3 separate regions of the Mus musculus genome follow, and all the other regions are linked to region 2. The links are chromatin contacts, called in public Hi-C and HiChIP or PLAC-seq maps. All regions are on one chromosome and are shown on one strand. Each heading gives the region's core, a stretch centred on a gene start, on an enhancer-like site or on the middle of the called end of the contact. The rest is flanking DNA. Distances are from core to core; before and after follow the strand shown. Region 1 has its middle 100 kb from the start of Mir7021. Region 2 overlaps Pdpn (podoplanin). Region 3 overlaps Prdm2 (PR domain containing 2, with ZNF domain).

Region 1 (4,468 bases), core at 989-3,488, 240 kb after region 2:
TTTTCTGGGTAAGGTTTGTTTTATTTTAAATTATGTGTATGTGTGTATCTATGTGTGTGTGTGTGTGTGTGTGTGTGTGTGTGTGTGTGTGTATGCCAGTGGAGGCCAGAACTGTTCGATCCTTTGGAGCTGGAGTTATAGGTGGCTGCGAGAGCCTGATATGGGTGCTGGGACCTGGACCTGGGTCCTCTGGATGAGCATTATGTACTCTAAGCCACTGAGTCAGCTCTCCAGGTTGGCTTTTTGAATGTGCTTTCTGGGAATCAAACTAGGGTCCTTATGCTTGCAAGCACCGAGCCATCTCCACAGCCTTTGAATTTCTATACTTTCGAAGGTTGTAGAAAACTTATATATATATATATATAAAAAGCCTTCATCATAAAGCTTATTGACTAAGGCTGTGTGAGTTCCCCTAGTCAAAGTTAGATCATGCTTTAAAATGAGGTAGCATATTGTCTCCCTGCACCTTTGTATCAAATGGCCGTATACACAGTGAATTACAGCAAAGCCTCCTGTCATGGTTCTAGACACTGGAAATGAAGATTGTCAGCAGGGCTATGTTCCCCCACCCCCCCACCCGTGAGCTCTAGGGAAGAAATGTATCTTTGCTTCCCAGTGGTTGCACCACCTGCTTCTCTGCCTCTGAGGCTGCCCTGGCTCCTTTTCAGTGTGTGGGTGGGTCAGCATCCCTCCACCACCCTCCCATAAGCACAGTTGTCATCACATTCACGGCTGTCTTTACCCAGCAGAGCTATTGTAGCTAATACCACAAAAGGGGCACACATTGTAGCTAATACCACAAAAGGGGCACACATGCCAAGGAAGTGTCTCGTTACAGGGCTCTGGATGCTGAAAGTCTATGGAGAAAGTGTTGTAAAGTGAATGTCTAACCCGGCCTCTCTCTTTGGCTTGTGGGCAGCACATCTCATTATGAAGTCACTTTTCCTGGAGTGTCTGTTTACACATTACCCTCTTTTAAAGATACCAGTTATGTTGGGTGGGTTAGGGTCCGCTCCAGTGACCCGGCTTTAACCCAGTCACCTCTGTAAAGGAGCCAGTGCAATGTGCAGCTAGCGGCATTCAGAGTAGCAGGTAGCAAGATTTCAACATTTGTATCTGGGTGGAGTGATGGGGTAACAATTTAACTTCTAAGCTGGCCAGCTGCAAAATACGTTCCCAGGTTAGGAACAGCCATGGATTCCAGGAGGAAGAGCTAATCTGGGGTGTGTGTGAGCCTCCTCTTCCACAGTGGCCACACTCTGGGATGAAAAAGCTCTCGGAACACAGTGTGTCCTCAGCTGCAGCTTCTACAGCCCACAAGCGGTCTTTCCTCCTGCCTCAGCACTTACACTGAGTTATGTGCCAGCAGATGGCGAAACAATGCCACCACAGTGTCCTGTATACCTTCTGACCTCCCTGGCTGGTCAGTGCCTTTCCTGATCCGCATCATACGACTTCGGCTTGCTCACCAGGAGCACCGCAGAGCTGTCCTTTCTCTGCAGTTGGGTGTCTCTCCTTGGATCGTCAGGTCCACGGGGACAAGGCTGCATCTGTTTTCCCAGTCTTCACACTACCTGCCAGATTGAGTCTGTGAATGGTCTAGCTGCCTATTGGTTCCCTCCCGAGACTATCGTGTCCTGACAGGAAGTGGGCTTTGTGTTCAGTTTGGATGATTGGTTTTCATAGCGATGTGAAGGGAAGTGGAGGTAAGAAGGGAGAGGCAACCTGGAAATGCACAGGAGGGTGGAGGCGTTAGAGCCTTGGACCTAAGTGTTAATAAGCAGAGGAAGCTTCCCGGGATCATAGCAAGAACAGAAGAGGAAATGTCCACCAAGCTCGCCTGCTTCTTGCCTTCTGACCTCCCCGTGTACCTCCTATTGGCCGAGTCCACCGAGAAGCCAATGGACAAGCGGGTTCATGGACACAGTCCACTTGCGTTGTTCTTTTGTGCTCATGTGTGTGCAAATGCACACACATGTGGAAGCCAGAGGACAACATCTGGTGTTCCTCTTTGGAGGCCATCCAGTTTAGTTTTCCTTGAGACGGGGGTCTCTCACTGAGACCTGGGGGTCACTGATTAAGCTAGACTGATTAGCCAGTGAGCCCCATACCCCATCCAGACACTAGGGTTATAAGCAGGCAACCATGTCTGGCTTTTATGCTGGTGTCCAGGATTGAACTCTGTTCCTCATTTTGCAGGCAAACACTTTTCCAACTGAGATGTCTCCTCAGTCCCTTGGGGCTGGCTGTGGGGATGACGTCAGCGTTATGTGTTACAGGGGTGTCTGAAGGGATGAATTGCCCTCTGTGATGGTGACATTACAGGAAACCCCAGGAGGAGAAGGAGGAACAGAGAGCTGCTGCTGGCCTCCAGAAAGTGACAATGCCTGGACTCTGTGGGATTTCTTATTCCAGACTTTTCTGCCTGCCAAACTCTGTTCTCTCTCTCTCTCTCTCTCTCTCCCTCTCTCTCTCTCTCTCTTTCTCTCTCTCTCTCTCTCTCTCTCTCTCTCTCTCTCTCTCTCTCTCTCTCTCTCTCTCTCTCTCTGTGTGTGTGTGTGTGTGTGTGTGTTTGGGATTGGCAGCAGCAGTTACAATGCCATGGGGAGATCCCCTGAGCCAAGGAATTGGCAGAGGGTAGAGTATGGTACGTGGCTTTATAAAGCCCAGCTTTGGGGCAACCAGACACTATCAGAGAGTATACTTAGGCTCCCAGACAGGTGGCATAGCCTACTGGTGACAATCATGGGACCTGCAGGTAGACTGCATGGGTCCAAATCTTAGGTCTTGCCTTGCCTTTCTCATCTGTGAAATGGACAGTGGTATATGGAGTTAAGATGAGCCAACACACACTCAACACAGTAAGAGGAGCCACATCTGGCTTGTAGTTGGACGAGCACATTTGCCTGTGAGTTTAGGACCACTCCAAGGTCTGTCTGTGGTTCCAGAACAATTATTAGCCATGTGACTTTCACTCTCAAAGGAGCTGTGGTCTGGAGTTAGTTCTTAGGATCTTGCCCACTGTGAGGTCTTCTGGTGGCTGAGTGATGGGAGGAACAGGAAACCCCAGGAGGAGAAGGAGGAACAGAGAGCTGCTGCTGGCCTCCAGAAAGTGACAATGCCTGGACTCTGTGGGATTTCTTATTCCAGACTTTTCTGCCTGCCAAACTCTGTTCTCTCTCTCTCTCTCTCTCTCTCTCTCTCTCTAAAGTGTGTGGCTTTACCCCTGACACAGGCATCGCAGTGTCACCTGTGCTAATGGAAGCCATAGGAACAGCTGGGTTGAGTTCCAATTTGCCGATATGTCTTTGGCTATTTATACCTCGACAGTGGAGCCGTAAGGATCTGGGCAGGTCCCAACACCCTCTGCCTCCTGTTTCTGCCCTGTAGAATGTCTCCAAAATGAGTAGTCCCTGCGAAATGGAGGCCCAGAGTTCCCAGAAGGAAGGCGTGCCATGCCCTGTTCCCCTTTGCCTTCCCTTCTCTCTAAGCTGTGTTGTTATCAGTAGGGTACTTTGGGTAACTGTTTCCCAGGGGAACCTCAAACCAGGCCAGACCTGGTTGCTGTGATCAAAGGGTAGTGTCTTAACCCAGATTCCTGCAGGCCTGCAGGATCGCTGCTACTTTGAGGTCTGCTGGATGCAGATAGGGTTTTCCAGCAGCTTCTTGGCTGCGTGGGAGCTTTCTGAAGCTTCTGGAGGGATGTGTTCTCTCCTCCCTCTTGCCCCCTCTCCTCTCTTTCTCCTTCCTCCCCAATCCACCCTCCTTCCTCTCTTCTCTTTCTTTTACCCCAAATATCCAGTGCTGGCCTCGTCAACTGAAGGAGGCAGGGTGGGCAGCTGAGAGTATGTCTTCTGGGAGAAATAGCCCTCCCAATCCCCTCATGGGGCATGTCAGCCCTGTAGGCTTTATCTTACGGAGCTGGCTCTGAACCATGATGCAGAGACAGTATCCCACCCCAATTAAGAAAGTTATAGCTGGCTACATGCATTTTATCATATGACTTAGCACAATTGTTTATTTGGTTCCTTATTATTATACATTTTAGAAAGTAAGAACAATTTTTAAATTAAAATATAATTATTTCACTTCCCCTTTCCCTCCCTCCCTCCAGGCCCTCCCATGTCTCCTCCAACTCTTCAATAGACAACCTTTTTCTTTGATATTATTGCATGTGTGCACGTGCATGTGTGAGTGTGTGTGTGTGTGTGTGTGTGTGTGTATGTGTGTGTGTGTGTGTGTGTGTGTGTTGCAAGGCTGGAGTACCTGTGATGTGTGCTGTGTTACAGCTGTGAGTGTAACCTGTGGAGCCTGCTTTTCCTTTGGAACCCCACTGCCTCGTTTCTGAAATGAGGGCACGGAACTGACATTAGCTGTGAGTTTTCACTCTGATCATGCCCTTCTTTGATCCTGAGACCCAGAGACCCAGTTTGAGCTCAATGGAAAGGTATCCAATAGCCACAGTTGC
Region 2 (4,459 bases), core at 926-3,425:
AGGGCATCAGATCCCCCTAGGATAGAAGTTACAGGCAGTTTTGAATCTGAGCTCTCTGCAAAAGCAGGAAGTGCTCTGAGCCTCCTACCATCTCTCCAGCCTCCTACCTTTTTAAAGAATAGAGGCAAAACTGCTGTTCTTTAAAATCCAAAGGGATGGATTTCTGGCCTGTGAAGAAATTCCATTGAGTCTCATGCCCATGCCAGCTGCAGCTGAGTGTGTCAGGAAGTGTACTCAGGTGACTGGGAAGGGACACAGATGTTTCCAGAACTTTCCTGGCAAGCCAGACTGAGAGCATTGGTTGCAATTGTAGATTCCTCACTCTCTACTTACCTACCATTTGTATGCAAGCTCGAAGTGCATCCCTGAGCGCCAGCATGCTGGTGTGTACCTCCTGGGAGGACACATGAGTGCAAAGACATCAATCCACGGCTTGGAGATTACAAGAAAAGAGAAAGGGGAATGTCAGCTGCTGGCTGGAAACTCGGCAGCTGGCCTGGTCGACGCTCTCCACCGGGGAAAGCCTTCAGCCAAAATAATTGAGAATCTTGTAAAGATAACTTTCCCATGGAGCCGAAAAGAATGCTGGCCCAGGGAGACAAAAGACACGCATGGTCATTCATAAAACACCCTTTGTCTATTCAGGGCGACTTCAGTTCTTGGCTCCGCGGGCCAAGGGGAGGAAAGAACAAGGAGGAATTTTTACTGAGTTACTCTCTCAGTGAACTGAGCTCTCTATGAAGGAATTGAAGCCAGCTTCACTCAGAACTTTTGTTTTTAAAGCAGGGCTTGTTTTAAGTTAGAGACACGGGATGAAAAATGATTTTGACAGTGGTTCCAGGAAACCTTTTAATAATTGATGTTTAAAACTGAATTCAATCCAGGGGAATGAAGGGGTGTTTGTTTGTTTTGTTTTTTTAATGTTTTCTATTACCATATATTAAATGTCAATGATACCGGGTTTCATTTTGACATTTTCATATACACATATAAGTGTGTTCTAACCATATTCTCCTCTTTCTGGTCCTTCTCACAATCCTTCAAGTTTTCATTCTCTTCCAAACTAACAAACTACTCCCTTCCTGATTTCATATCTGTGTGTGTGTGTGTGTGTGTGTGTGTGTGCACCTGTGTGTGTGCGTGCCTGTGTGTGTGTGCGCCTGTGTGTCCCAGTGAGATTCTATAGGGCTGCCTACAGGAGTGTGGGTGAGGGTTTGCTTGTGGAAGTATGGGTATCTTTCCAGTGGCAACGCCACTGAAGAAGTGTCTATTTCACTGGGGGTGCTTAGCTTTTAAGTAGGGATTATTTGTCTGAAAAATGGACATTAAACATCCGTCTACTCCGCAGTCACAGTCCCTGCCCTCAGCCCACAGTAGCAAATGACCACAAGAGGAGGTCTACTATTGGTATGCACTGAGTTTTGAAGGTTTTAAGGCTTTTCCTGAGATTTTTTTTTTTTTTTTTTTTTTTTTTTGGTTTTTTGTTTTAAGGATGCCTACGCTAGGTAGCTCATCTAAAGCCATCCGTTGGCAACTGGAACAGGGCCAGCTGCACAGAGAAGGCTCCTCCGAAACAGAGCAACATTCCTCCAGGGGCCTCCCACCCCGTTGGCATGAGCACTTGGAGTTATGATCAAATGTTTATTAGCCATGCTCCTGGCTGGGCTGTCTTAACAGAGGGAGAATAACGCATGGAGGGAAGCATGGCTCGTCACCGGAAAACATCTGCTCTCTAATTACACAGGGCGCTTTCCAAGCACCCCTCCCTCCCATTCTCGTTGCCTGTGCTTCTTTCGCAACTGCATTTAGGCATGGCGTTTCCATTGCTGCTCCAGTCTAGGGAGGAAGCCCGTAGCCAGTGAGTCAGATTTGTAACTCGTGAAAAGGATTACGTGAGTTAAGTAAGAGCAGATGCCCTGATATACGGTTAGTCAGAGGCAGCAGAGGAGGGCACTTGTCAACTCTACTCACACTGTTTGAGTCCCTCTATTTTCCATTGCGGTAACAAAATACCCCAAAGCATGTCAATCAAAAGTGTAGATCGTCAATCAAAAGCGTAGATCGTTATTCTCCTTGTGGCTCTGGAGGTGGGAAAGTTCAAGAGCACAGTACTGTTTCTGCCGGTGCCGTTGTAATGGCATAGCTTTGCCAAAGATGTGATGTCGCCGTACGAGTGCATGCGTCAGTTCAGATCTACCCTCCTCTTACTAACCCACCAGTCACTTCCTGGTCACCCCATCCTGATGACCTCGTTCAATTCTCAGTACCTTTCCAAGGTCCCAGCTTCAAACACTGTTTGACTCAATGACTGTGGAGATTCGATTTCTATCTAGCACATGGAATCTGGGGAGACAGATGCAAGCAGTGACACTTCGCCGTTAAGATTCTTTTTTTCCTCGGTGGCTTTAGTTTGTGTCAGGTTGACAGTAACTAACTCACATGATATCCAAGCACGAGGACCTGAGTTTAAAGCCCAGAACCCACTGAAAGCAGATGCTATAGTGGCTCTAGCCATCTGTGGCCCTAGTGCTTCCATTGAGAGATGGGGGATGGAGACAGGAGAGTCCACAGTTCACAAGCCAGCTAGCTCGACTTATATAGTGGTAAACAATAAGAGACTCTGTCTCAGACAAGGTGGAAGTGGGGAACTGATGTCTTACTTAAAGTTTAGTTGCTGTGAAGAGAGACTATGACCAGGACAACTCCTATAAAAAGGACAACACTTAATTGAGACTGACTGACAGGTTAGCCCACTGTCAGGGCAGGAAGCATGGCAGCGTACAGGCAGACGTGGCGTTGGAGGTTCAACAACTCAATCCGCAGGCAGCAGAAGGAGACTGTATACCACCACCCTGGGCATAGCTTGAGCATAGGAAACCTCAAAGCCCACAAAAACCACAGTGACACACTTCCTCCAACAAGGCCACACCTCCTAATAGTACCATTGCATACGAGCTAAGCAATGAAACACATGAGTCTGAGGAGGCCATTCCTATCCAAACCACCGTGACACCTGAAGTTGTCTTCTGAACTCTACACACACAGTATAACACATACATACCTACACACACACACACACACCACATGTTAGAACAGTTGCATCAGATAAGTTTAGCTCTTGGTACTAAGTATCCTGTTGCATCTCAACACCTTTAAGTATAGTGCTGACTCCATACTCCATATGTAACATGGCGGTGCACACCTTTAATCCCAGCACTCAGGAGTCTGAAACAGGTGGGTCTCTGTGAGTTTATGGACAGCCTGGTCTCCCTGGTGAGTTAGAGAACAGCCAGGGCTTATGTAGAGGGGCCCTGCCCATCTCAAAAAAGAAGTTGAAAGAAGTCTATGACGTCAGTGATCCAGCGGTCTTAATTATCCAAGTGAGCAGCGATCTCAATTAAATAGTAATGGAGATTTGGTTTGTTGATACACTTTTAAATTTTATTACATCTTATATATTTCTGGATTACATCTTATATATTTATATATCACATGTGTCATGGCACATATGTGACCATCAGAGGACAATTTTCCAAAATTGGTTTTCTCCTTCCACCATGTGGGTCCCAGGATTGATCTCAGATTCTCAGGCTTGGCAACAAACCAAGTCTTTGTGGCCATCTTACCAGTCATACGTTTGTTTGTTTGTTTGTTTGTTTGTTTGTTTGTTTTTAACTGGTTAATGATTTGGTGCTGGGAATTAAGACATTCCAAGCATGGGCTCCATTGCTGGGCTATAATGCTAGGCCTGAGTTTGATTGTAAAAAGTGAACAGACAATTATTTTGTTGGACAGAACATGGACCCCGGCAGTATGTTTAGAAATTGTTCAAATGATTCTATAGAGTTTTTCTGGTCTATACAATACTCTGTCCACCTGAGCACATTAGCCACGGAAGACACTGTCTCTACTAAAAAGGGAAGGGCAGACATGTCCATGGCCAGAGCATCTAGCTGGCACCTTCGCCATGTGTTTCCATGTTCTTTTGCTTCTAAGTGGAGACAAGCAGGCCATGGTGTGTGTCAGAGGCACCACAAGGACAGTGGTGTTGGCTCTGGTACAGAGGTTGGACAGAAAAGACCACATCTTACAATGTAGGAAACAGAATCATGACTGTAGGTAGCCAATTATTTTTGCCCTCGTCATTTGCATACTGCATCCCTGACTGGCCTTTCTTTTTCAGGGACTATAGGCGTGAATGAAGATGATATTGTGACCCCAGGTACAGGAGACGGCATGGTGCCCCCAGGTATAGAAGACAAAATAACAACCACAGGTGCTACTGGAGGGCTTAATGAATCTACTGGCAAGGCACCTCTGGTGAGTGTCTAAGGAAAGGGGGAGTTGGCCTTAAAAACAGGCTGTCACATGCCAGGGTGTGATGTATGTTTATGTAGGAAAACAGCTCCATACAAGGAAATGGTGGTGTGGTTCACGACGGTGACATGGGTCTCATTCA
Region 3 (4,694 bases), core at 1,770-4,269, 170 kb after region 2:
TCCAGACACGTAGGAAGCTGATGCAGGAGGATTTCAGAGTTTGAAGTCCCCTTGGACCACATTGTGAAAGTGTCTCAAAATAAAGTAAAGAGGCATTGAGGATGTTGCTCAGTGGTGAGGGTGCGCGGCTAGAGTGTGGGAGGCAGGAGGCCAGGATGGAAGGAAGGAAGTCAGGGAGACAGGCAAGGGCAAGCCGTCTAAAGTGATGCTGTGCATGGGGAGGCATCCTGAGGGGGATGGTTCAGGATGGGTTGGGGTCACATTCTGCATCTTCATCTGATGCTGGACATATGCCTCAAAGATATCCAGTGGGGCTTTTATCCATATGTCCATCATACTTTAAGAAACTGCTTAATGTAACGCATAGATCACATCGGAAGTTCAGCGAGTACTGGCTGACATTGTCATTTTCTTTTTGTCTCTCCTCAGCACCTGAAGTGACCTGGAATCAGTGAAGCCAAAGGGACCAGCAGTCTGCCCTGCAGAGAGCACTGACCTCTCCCAGTTGTGAGAGTGAGAGAGTGAGCATGAGAGAGGATCAGAGAGAGAGAGAGAGAGAGAGAGAGAGAGAGAGAGAGAGAGAGGAGAGCGCATGTGTGCATGTATGTGTGTGCTGGTGCATGTGTGTGGTCCCAGCCTCAGGAGCAGGACCTTCATGTCATCCTCTGGATGATCCTTGGACATGGCCCAGAACCGTGCTCTGTGGTGCAGCCATCCTGCCCGGGAGGGGCGTCTCCTTCTATGCAATTTTTTAAAAGAGTTCCTTGGCCCTGCTTCGTGCTTCTTGAGCTGTGCGTTTGCCATCGCTGGGACTTTGATCTGGCCCCGAGGGGTGGGGAGGGGTCCTAGCTAAGGATGACCTTTCAGAGGTCAAGCTGCCCCTCATGCCACCCCTCCCCACCGCCCCCACCGACCTTTTCCTCACACTGTCTCTGGGAATCAATAGCAAATAGCATATAGATCCATCAGGGCTGAGCCTGAGCCTTGGCCCTAGCACTAGGAAACCCCACCCCCTTTTCTCCCTAAGCAACTGGAGCTGCCAGCTTTCAAGTCATTTCCTCCTTTGAGGTTCAGGAGTCCACTGCTCTGAAGTCTCCACTGGGAACCCCGGAGCCCACGCGCTCAGGATGCAGCCTCCGCGGCCGTTCTCAGACCTGGTCTCTCATTTAGTAGAAGCAGTGTCTAGGGACGCTGGGGTGGAGATGTGACTCTCCTGTGCCCTTCTTTGTCTCCCATGGTGGGACCCACTACACCATTAGCATCTGACCCTTGCAAGTTAGCTGCAAAGTGAAGCAAAGGAAAAAAAATAATAAAAAGGGAAATAAAAAGTATATGGATGGGTTCAAACAAACAAAAACCAGGAGGATTTGAACGGGTGATTTTCAGATGCCATAAAACCGCTTGCCAGGGGAGGGCAGGGCTGACCTCTGACCTCTGCTGTGGTGGACAGTTGGAGCCCGGCAGAAACACGGACCTTGCTCACTGAGGTCCTTGGGTTTTGTGCCTTTGGGGCGGAGGATGCCTGAGACGATTTTGGTAATGTTTCCTCAGCTCCGATCTGGTCCCTACCTGTCAAAGTGGGAGGACAGAACTTGGGAGAGTTGTCACACAAGAGAGGGGCTGTCTTTTTCAGGGCTACTATGGTTGATATTGCAACTCTGTAGATATGTATGTAGACACTTTTAAAAGCACGTATTTATGGACCCTGCTGTAAATGCCCCATTTTTAAAGTTTTATAACATGTGTTATTTAATTAATCAGTTGACTGGCTGCAGTAAGGGGACTGACTGGTCCAGGAAAAAGGGTCCCTGGAGACCCTCACATGGGCAGGAAAACATCCATCAACGTCCAGTGTCACAGTTTTCCGATTTACCCACCCAGCCAGACTCTGGCGTGCCCCTCTTTTATTTCTTCAACTGGAATTTTCTCCTTCTACGCACCCTGCAGTTAGTCCTCGAAAGCATGGACTCATGGCTGTCGCCAACCCCACTGACACAGTCTGTCCTACAGCTGGTCGCGTGCACTGTATCCCAGCCACGCCCTGCAGCCGGGAAAAACCGCACGAACCCAAAGCCTTAGCAAACTGCTTTCAGTCAAACTTGGAAAATGTTGCTGGGCTCGTGGGGGATTCTCTCTCTCTCTCTCTCTCTCTCTCTCTCTCTCTCTCTCTCTCTCTCTCTCTCTCTCTCTCTCTCCCTCCCTCCCTCCCTCCCTCCCTCCCTCTCTTTGCATGTGCAAACTGTGCTGGGTCACCCTTCAACACTTCCCAGATTGTCAGGAAAACAAAGAGAAAGTTTTGTCAGACGAGGTGTTTCCTGGTCAGTGGCGGTCTTCCCAAGCTAGCGGATTTCCGTCCCAGTGAAGAAGATTCAGTATTCTGCCATGTGAAGACAGTGAACAATAAAAGTGCTGAGCGATTGTGAATCCCGAGTGTGCGCACGCTCATTCTCCGTTTTCAGACTTCATCTCCCGAGTTGGTGGATTGTGGGCTGGTGGAGCAAAGGTGGGGTAGGCTCTGATTTAGGAATGAAAGAAACCAGAGGCTTAGAGAAGGCCAGTGGTGGGGACGTCCTTGGGTTGGGCAAGGTTTCTCTAGCTTCAAGTCACTCTCCCTTGCATCAGATAGTATGTTACCATATTCAGTTACAGCTGGTCAGTCTCTTGTGATTGCAATACGCTGTCGTCTTCCTGTGTGTGTTGGGGGGGGGGCCCTGCACCCCAACAGTGATGCTAGATATCCTAGATCTGGAGTTAAATATGGCTGTGAGCTGACATGGGGGTGCAAGGAATCAAACTGGGCCCTTGGCAAGAGCAGCTCATGCTCCTAACTCCCGGGCCACCTCCCCATTGTTTATTGAGAGCTAATTTGCTTTGGATGCAGTAGACTTACAGAAGAACACGCATCAGTGTTTTGTTTTATGTTATGGGCAAAACTTCTCTGATGTCCAGATACTGTATGAGGAGAGAGAGTCCAGAGTTCTCTACAGAGTTCTCTATTTTCACCTGAACACTCTTTAAAAAGCAGAAGTGGCAGATCAGCACCCCCCACCCCCACCCCCACCCCCGAGAGAGAGAGCCAATAGGAGGAGATTTCCATATATGGAAAAGGAGGCACCATGATCTGCTTGTCTGCAAGCATGGTGTTGAGAAGCTTTGCAAAGGGTACCATTCAGTCTGGGTCCAAGGACCTGAGAACCAGTGGTGTCAGCAGAATGTCCCAGGCCCAAGTCAGGAGAGGAGGTGAGCTACATCAGCCCCACCTAAGTGGGGGTACTGTTCCAGTTTCCGTCTGTTGCTGTGATTAAAAAACAAAAACAGAAACAAAACAACAACAAAACCACTTGGGCCAAAAGTGAGTTGGGGAAGAGTGTGTTTATTTGGCTTCCACTTCCAGGTTGCAACCCATCACTGAGGGAAATCGGGGCAGGAACCATGAGGAACGATGCTGGCTTACTCACAGGCTCATGCTTAGCTTTCTTACAGAGCCCACTGTAGGTTTGGCCGTTCTACATCAATGAAGACAATAGCTTGTGCCAACCTGATAAGTACACAGACTGCACTGAGACTCAATTAAGAGGGGAATATTTATGCTGTGTCAGTTGGTCATTCATGCTAAGACAGGCAAGGATCGGGCAGAGCTCCACCTAATTTTGTTCTCTTCAGCCCCTTCCAGAGGTTGTACAAGGCCGGACACACTCGTACATCCTCTGGGATTGAAGAAGTGGTGTTCTCATATGAAAACCTCAGATACCTTGAAATCAGGTTCAACCTGATCCCGTGTTCACTTCCACCCACGTGCAGGACTGACCACGGCATACAACCTCCCACCCTGGAGCAATGTGAAGGTGAACCTCCTCACACGGTGAAGCCTGCACCTTCAATCCCTGGTCCTGGACTTCAGGGCTGGGTTCACACAGGTCTCACTCTGGAACCCCACAGTGGTGGCGGCAAGAAGACTGCCAGCTGAGTTCATGCAGGAGAAAGTAGAGCATTTGAGATGCTAAAGAGAGCGGCTAAGGAGGTCAGCCTGCCTCGTGGGTGTTGAGAGCGCTTGGAGTTGGCCATCAGGGTTTTCTAGAAGGGAAGGAGTCGCAGGAACTCTGGCTGATGCTAATCAGGTCTCAGCTGATCTCCATCTTGGTCACCAGAAGTAATTTCTCTGTGTAGCAATGTTGTGTGACAGACTTTTCCTGGGGAGAGATCACACACACACACACACACACACACACACACACACACACATACTCATCGCAGAAAGGGAGTCCAGGACAGACCAATAAATAAATAAATAAATAGATAAATAGATAAATAAATAAATAAATAAGGACTACACTGAAGTCTAACCTGGTGAGCAGATGAGATTTTGTTTTTGTATATTTAAATTTTTTATTTTATGTGTATGGGTGTTTTGTCTGCATGTGTGCCTGTGAACCACACAGACGCAGAGCCTGGGCAGTCCAGAAGAAGGCACCAGATCCCTTGGAGCTGGAGACACAGACGGTTTTGTGCTGCCATGTCAGTCCTGGGACTTGAACCTGGGTACTCTGCAGGAGCAGGAGTGCTCTTAACTGTGGGGCCATTGCTGGCCTTGATGAACTAGTGAGTTTTTAATGGGGCTAGCAGGAACATAGGTGAGGGATTATGGGCACAGGACTGATGTGTGCAGCTGTATCTCTGAAAAGTTCACCATAGCA

Evidence for each region. A called contact is a pair of places that touch in the nucleus more often than the background predicts. HiChIP or PLAC-seq counts read pairs in DNA pulled down with a chosen protein or histone mark.
Region 1: an H3K27ac HiChIP or PLAC-seq map of acute myeloid leukemia shows a contact between it and region 2, with 4 times the contacts expected there. The contact joins two enhancer-like sites. A contact is called at or near these places in 1 of 15 datasets of contacts at CTCF or cohesin (embryonic stem cells), 3 of 484 Hi-C or Micro-C datasets (all in embryonic stem cells) and 1 of 115 datasets of contacts at active chromatin or transcription factors (acute myeloid leukemia).
Region 3: a contact with region 2 is called in a Hi-C map of erythroblasts, with 2.2 times the contacts expected there. The contact joins two enhancer-like sites. A contact is called at or near these places in 2 of 484 Hi-C or Micro-C datasets (erythroblasts and neutrophils) and 1 of 115 datasets of contacts at active chromatin or transcription factors (acute myeloid leukemia).

What each region holds. Positions count from the first base shown.
Region 1 is chr4:143,033,106-143,037,573 of GRCm38.p6, reverse strand. No RefSeq gene overlaps it. Among named protein-coding and RNA genes, the nearest start is that of Mir7021, 100 kb to the left of the region's middle. Within about 2 kb of position 2,238, at least 9 of the 459 cell types and tissues checked have an H3K27ac peak or open chromatin away from gene starts, as enhancers often do. A contact at or near this core is called in acute myeloid leukemia, where this site is marked.
Region 2 is chr4:143,275,932-143,280,390 of GRCm38.p6, reverse strand. It overlaps Pdpn (podoplanin), which reads left to right. Exons shown (of 6, transcript NM_010329.3): 2 at 4,184-4,320. Among named protein-coding and RNA genes, the nearest start is that of Pdpn, 21 kb to the left of the region's middle. Within about 2 kb of position 2,175, at least 176 of the 459 cell types and tissues checked have an H3K27ac peak or open chromatin away from gene starts, as enhancers often do. A contact at or near this core is called in acute myeloid leukemia, erythroblasts and neutrophils, where this site is marked.
Region 3 is chr4:143,105,121-143,109,814 of GRCm38.p6, reverse strand. It overlaps Prdm2 (PR domain containing 2, with ZNF domain), which reads left to right. Exons shown (of 10, transcript NM_001081355.3): 10 at 430-2,424. Among named protein-coding and RNA genes, the nearest start is that of Mir7021, 29 kb to the left of the region's middle. Within about 2 kb of position 3,019, at least 26 of the 459 cell types and tissues checked have an H3K27ac peak or open chromatin away from gene starts, as enhancers often do. A contact at or near this core is called in acute myeloid leukemia, erythroblasts and neutrophils, where this site is marked.